2 separate regions of the Pan troglodytes genome follow, and region 1 is linked to region 2. A link is a contact called in public Hi-C data. All regions are on one chromosome and are shown on one strand. The core of a region is the stretch at or near the end of the contact, and the rest is flanking DNA. Distances in the headings are between cores, read along the strand shown.

What was found. Hi-C and Micro-C count contacts between places; a contact is called where the count stands out from the background.
Region 1: a contact with region 2 is called in a Hi-C map of stem cell-derived neural progenitor cells, with 12 times the contacts expected there. The contact joins two enhancer-like sites. A contact is called at or near these places in 3 of 7 Hi-C or Micro-C datasets (induced pluripotent stem cells and stem cell-derived neural progenitor cells) and 1 of 1 other capture datasets (stem cell-derived neural stem cells).

The regions. Positions count from the first base shown.
Region 1 is chr1:14,677,783-14,680,865 of NHGRI_mPanTro3-v2.0_pri, forward strand. No RefSeq gene overlaps it. Among named protein-coding and RNA genes, the nearest start is that of TARBP1, 20 kb to the right of the region's middle. Within about 2 kb of position 1,774, at least 11 of the 24 cell types and tissues checked have an H3K27ac peak or open chromatin away from gene starts, as enhancers often do. A contact at or near this core is called in stem cell-derived neural progenitor cells and stem cell-derived neural stem cells, where this site is marked.
Region 2 is chr1:14,083,417-14,086,480 of NHGRI_mPanTro3-v2.0_pri, forward strand. The region is part of intron 1 of LOC134809907 (a long non-coding RNA gene); the gene reads left to right. Among named protein-coding and RNA genes, the nearest start is that of TOMM20, 41 kb to the left of the region's middle. Within about 2 kb of position 1,580, at least 12 of the 24 cell types and tissues checked have an H3K27ac peak or open chromatin away from gene starts, as enhancers often do. A contact at or near this core is called in stem cell-derived neural progenitor cells and stem cell-derived neural stem cells, where this site is marked.

The DNA.
Region 1 (3,083 bases), core at 524-3,023, 590 kb after region 2:
AATCTCTTTGAATTACAGTGCACATATCTTCAGGATATCAGAGACATCCCATCCATACCAGCACGTGCCTTCTTTTCCTAGTCATTTTTCTTCAACTATTCCCGTTTGAGCTGGGCTAAGAGAACAACAGTCTGGACTCATTCCTTAGGTGCATTGTTGGCCTTCTCACAGACTTAAATATATACATCTGTCCCACTTTTAGAGAAAATAGGAACAAAATCTATTACATGTATTTTAGGCCCTCTATCTGAATTCTGAAGTCTTTCTCTGACTTCTTTTTCAGCTTCAGCTTTTGATTTCAGGCACATTCACACTTGTTTAGCTTTCAACTTACAGAGAATGCTGGAAAAGAGATTCATGCATTATTTAGAGCATTCGTCTAAATGCCCTCCCAGATCCCTTCTAACTCCATGAGGTCCCATGAGTCTGTGAAATGCATGGGCAAAGGAAGAGGAACTGAGGCTTTGAAATCAGATATACCTAGTTCCAATTCCCAGTTCTCAAGTTTACTAGTTGTGCGACTTTGGGTGAGCTGCTTAACCTCATAGGAGCCTAGAGTCTTCATCTAAAAACCTGGGCCAGTGCCAACTACCAAGCCATGACTGTGAGGATTAAATGAGACATTACTTCCATAAAAACATGGAACAGAGTGTGAGGCATACAGCAGGTGCCAAGGTAGATATTAGATCCTGCTTTTCATTATTGGTGCAAGTTTCTGATGGGTCAAACATGCAGGCTGTTGTATATTTGAATATTGCTTCAGTCTTCACTTCCACGGTTTTATTTCAAAAAGAGAAAGAAGGAAGGAAATAAACAGAAACTGTCAGAGGCCCTTCGGAAATCATCACCCATCCATTGAAATGTGCTTTCCTTTCAAAAACTACCTTATTAATTATTCATTGCTTTTGGAACTGAAAATGAGAACAGAGCTTAAGACCCAGAGTTGGACAAGAACAGTGTTCCAACTGCTTGATTTCTGTCATTTCCTGGTATCTACGCAGTACCTCCCAAAATCTGAGATTTGCAGTTTTGGGAGTCGAGAGACCTTTAGGCTTGATGATCAGTCAGGTTTAGTCAGGTTTAGCCAATGCCCTGGAATGACTGTTCTCTTTACTTTCATTTCCACTCCCGGCACCGCATTTCTGGGGGATTATTTCACTGCATGGGTGGCCCGAGTCCCTTGGCCTTCAGCCTTATGGCTCATTCCACCGCTCTGGGCAAGCCATAACCACCCGAACATGCAAGTCTTTCTTTCGTGCCCCAGTGGCATGAGTAACATCATTAACTCTTCAGGGCCGAGGCTTGGGATTAGGTAAAAATCTTACATCCCCCTGTGTTTGCAGTCAGAACACCAGAGTAACAACAGGGTGTTTGCGGGGCTTGTTTTCACGCCAGAAATGAGGTTGCCCTAACACACAATCTTTAAGATGTTTTTTCCCTAACGATTGTACTTCACCAGGATCGTGGGTTACAAAATGGAAGCTCAGTGCTTCCTGCTTCGAGTTCCAGTAGAACAAACGTGCAAGAGACTCCTCGGCTTGGAAACTCTTCAAACCAGGGAAGGGCTGCTGATGTGTCCCCAGGAGGGGAAGGGCAGGAGGAGCACAGTTGTGCAGGGGGGTGTTTCACATGCTTCTCTAAAGATGAGCTTCCTAAAGTGTAAAAAGGCTGGGGAAAGACACATTTCCCAAGGCCTGGGGCCAGTGCGGGGACAAACGCGAGGCTGGCGCACGTGCATTGTGGGTTCCGCGCGCCATCTGGTGGCTTCGGGCTGACATTGGGCGCACCATCCGGTCTTTTACCCGGTTGACAGACCTCATAGAAGGAACCCATTGCGGGCGATTAAGTTCTGCTGGAAGTGATCACCAGGGCCCCCAAAGGAAGACACCAAGGGCCAGATGTTCCGAATTCCACTCCTTATTCTACAACTGGATACTGAAAGCCTCAGGTTCTCTTTGACAAGGGGGCACTGATCATTCCTTCAGGACCAGCCTTCCTATCACACAGCAACATAAGCACTCGGCTCTGGGCAGTGTGGCCCCTCTGTGCCTTGCTTTCCACATCATGACGCCACATGACGGGCCACAGGAGTCTTCCCTTTGCCCCTACCTGGAACGCGTGTATTCCCTTCCAGCCTTGTGAATCCCACAGTTCTCAAGGCTCAGTCCACAGGCATCTTTATATCCTTAGAATATTTGCCTCATATTTTGTTCATACTAGTGTTTCCAAAGTGTGTTCCAAGAATGATGGTGTTATTAATCAGAATTGTATCTCTTTTTGAAAAGGCATTCAAAGTTTGGGAAAGTCAGGGTTACGCAAAGGTTAAACAGACCTGATTGCAGGATATCTCAGGAGCATGACACATACTGAGAATGTAGTGGATTTCTAAGAAGGAACTACAGTTTGCTATAGTTTCTAAACTTGTTTGACATCAAAACCTTCCTCCTATCTCCACCTTTGAAATGTATCTTGCAAATATTGCATCTAATAAAACAATTTTAAGGAAAAATAGCATCCTGTTCACTTGACCCAAGATTATGTAGCTATCTTTTTAAAACTGGAAGACATCTGCATTCGTTTGCTAGGGCTATTATATTGCCTCACAGTTGTGGATGCTGAAGATCCAAGGCCAATGTGTTGGCAGGGTTGGTTTCTTCTGAGGCCCCTCTCCTTGGCTTATAGATGGTCGTCTTCTCTCTGTGTTACCACATGGTCTTCCCTCTGTGCCTATCTGTGTCCTAGTTGCCTTCTCTTTTCTTCATTATTTCTTCTTCTTCTTCTTTTTTTTTTTTTTTTTTTTGAGATGGGGGTCTCACTATGTTGCCCAGGCTGGTCTCAAACTCCTGAGCTCAAGTGATCCTTCTGCCTCAGCCTCCCAAAGTGCTGAGATTACAGGAATGAGCCACTGTGCCCAGTCCTAATTTTCTCTTCTTATAAGGACATCGGTTATATTGGGTTAGGACCCACCAACATGACCTCATTTTACCTTAACCACCCTTTTAATGTCCCTATGTCCAACTACAGTTACATTCAGAGGTACTAGGGGTTAGGACTTTAACAAAGGAATTTTGGGGAGCCACAGT
Region 2 (3,064 bases), core at 330-2,829:
GTCTTTCTCTGTTACCCAGGCTGGAGTGCAGGGGCGCCATCATAGATTGTTGCAGCCTCCAACACCTGGTCTCAAGTGATCCTCCCACCTCAGCCTCTCGAGTAGCTGGGACTACAGGCATGCACCACCATGCCCGGCTAATTTTTAGATTTTTTGTAGAGATGGGATCTTGCTATGTTGTCCGGGCTGGTCTTGAACTCCTGGCCTCAAACAATCCTCCCGCCTTGACCTCCGAGGTGCTGGGATTACAGGCGTGAGCTACCATGCCTGTATTGCATCTCTTTTTTTTTTTTGAGACAGAGTCTTGCTCTTGTCAACCAGGCTGGAGTGCAATGGCGCAATCTCAGCTCACTGCAGCCTCCACCTCTCGGATTTAAGCGATTCTCCTGCCTCAGCCTCCTGAGTAGCTGGGTTTACAGGCACGTGTCACCGTGCCCGGCTAATTTTTGTATTTTTAGTAGAGACGGGTTTCACCATGTTGATCAGGCTCATCTTGAACTCCTGACCTCAGGTGATCCACCGCCTCGGCCTCCCAAAGTGCTGAGATTACAGGTGTGAGCCACTGCGCCTGGCCACGTCTCTCTCTAGAGACCTCTCCACCCTGGGGACAAGCCTGAGTCTTGGCCCTAAGGAGGGGCTTGCACTGCCTCACCCACCCATTCCTTCGACAGACTCTGACTCCATGCCAGTCACTGAGGCCTAACCTGGGTTGAGGGAGACCCAGGATTCTTCTTTCTGAGAATCTTGCCATCTATGGGGGATGTCACCATTATCCAGCCCTAGTCTGTCATTCACAGGTGAGAAGACTGCAGTCAGGGAGGTCGGGGGTGCTGAGCCCTGGTTTCCTGCTGTGGGGTGCATCACTGTCATTCCCCCTGGGATGAAGTGGCATCTGGAATGCCGCCTTTGAGCTGTACTTCTGCCTTCCCATGTTTATTCCTAAGCTCTGCCCAGTGCTTCTCACAGAGTGGGCATCTCTTAGACGTTCCAAAATTGTGGACGATTGCGCAACACAGTCTCCTCTGGAAGGGCCATGTGGACCGTGGGAATCGAGTGACGTCTGGTCTTCAGTGTGGGAGCCTCCTGGTTACAGGTGGCCTCCACCTCTTAGCAAGACAGGAGCTGCGTGTGTCTTCCGATGCCCAGATCCTGCTGGGATAGCAGCGCTCCCTGTTCCACGAAATCCTCTGGCGAATCAGACAGTGGGTCCTTGATAAAATCAGTAACACGTGCCCCAGCTCTCCCCGCCGGGACCGCAGTAAATCTTCACATTTTTGCTACATCACTGCTTCTCTGACAGCTCAAGATGTTTTTCTGCTTCTGAGGATCCCTTTATTAAAAGCCTTGGAGTCCCACGGACGTGTTAAGCAGCGCTCCCTCTGGCGCCTCCCTGCCTTGCCATTTTCCCAGCTCAGCTTCTGCCTCTCTGCGTCTCCCACAAGCTTTCCACATCACTCATTCTGACATTTGAAAGTTTCCAAGCTTGTTCTGAAATGCTACAAACACTGCCATTGTTATGTGCCAGGCTTGGAATGCTGAGAATCCCAGGACGCTGGAGATGGGGCCTCGAGCCTTGCAGGGGAGCTGAGCAGCTGCACAGGGCCTGGGGATGTGGGCTGAGGACGAAGGCTGCTCCTGTTCCTCTGTGGACCGCACCAGGTCCAGTGGCTGCTGCCTTCCTGGCCTTCCTCCATTCCCACTGCACCAGGCCGTGGTTCTGTGCTTCCCACAGACTCACTCCAGCCACTCCGTTTACTGAGGAAAATCACCCCTCTTTCCCACATTGCATGGTTTCTTCTGCTTGGAGATAGGTCTGCTTGCTTGTGACAGGTTCTTTAGTTTTCAGGAGACGATATCAGAGAAAACAAACCTTGACGTGTTTGGGTTTTGGGTGTCCAGCCCTGAGGTCTGTCTTCCTACAGCTTTTTTTTTTGAGACGGAGTCTCACTCTGTTGCCCAGGCTGGAGTGCAGGGGTGCAATCTTAGCTCACTGCAACCTCTGCCTCCCGAGTTCAAGCGATTCTCCTGACTCAGCCTCTTGAGTAGCTGGGACTACAGGCACATGCCTCCATGCCTGGCTAATTTTTGTATTTTTAGTAGAGACGGGGTTTCACCATGTTGGCCAGGCTTGTCTCGAACTCCTGACCTCAGGTGATCCACCCTCCTCAGCCTCCCAAAGTGCTGGGATTACAGGTGTGAGCCACTGTGCCTGGCCTGTCTTCCTATAGTTCTTATGCTGGCTGAAGTGCTGTTTTCATTAAGATTCATATCCAGTTGGCTTTGCCCACAGGTGCTATTTTTGCAGGTACGCAGCGCTCTTGCAGGCCACTGGGACCTGCTGGTGTCTGGAGTGCCGCCTTCCAGCTGTGCCGCTTTCTGTGCCGCTTTCTCACAGAGTGGGCCCCTTTTAGTTTCCAGCACTCTGAATGATGGCGCAAACACTGCTGTACCCCAAATCTTCGGTGGCACACCACACTCCAATTCTGCTTTAGCCGCACAGGTTTCAGCAAGACACCCTGCCGGTTTCATTTTTACTAGTTGTTCTCAGACTTTTGGATTCGTAGGCTAGAAAACTGAAAACAACAGGGTAGACATAGGTAATCAAGTGTGATTTTGCCTAGTGAAGACATAAACAAAACCAAACAAAATGATGTCTACAATCACAGGCACTCTCATGTCCTACAACAAAGCAGATTTAAACGCCAGAAAAGTAGGAGGAAGAGAATAAAACCAGAGTGAAAGACAGCGCTTGCCAGGAAAGGACAGATCTCACGCTGACAATTTCACTGCGGAGGGATGGAAACGTGGCCGAAGCCCAGCAGCTGTTAGTGAGCCAGCATTTCATTCATTCATTATTTATTTTTAGAGACAGGGTCTCACTGTGTTGCCCAGGATGGGGTTCAGTGGTGCCATCACAGCTCCACTGCAGCCTCAGACTCCTGGGCTCAAGTGATCCTCGTGCCTCAGCCTCCCGAGTAGCTAGGACTACAGGCATGCGCCACCACACCCAGCTGATTTTTTTTGTTTGTTTGTAGAGATGGGATCTCACTATGGTGACCAGGCT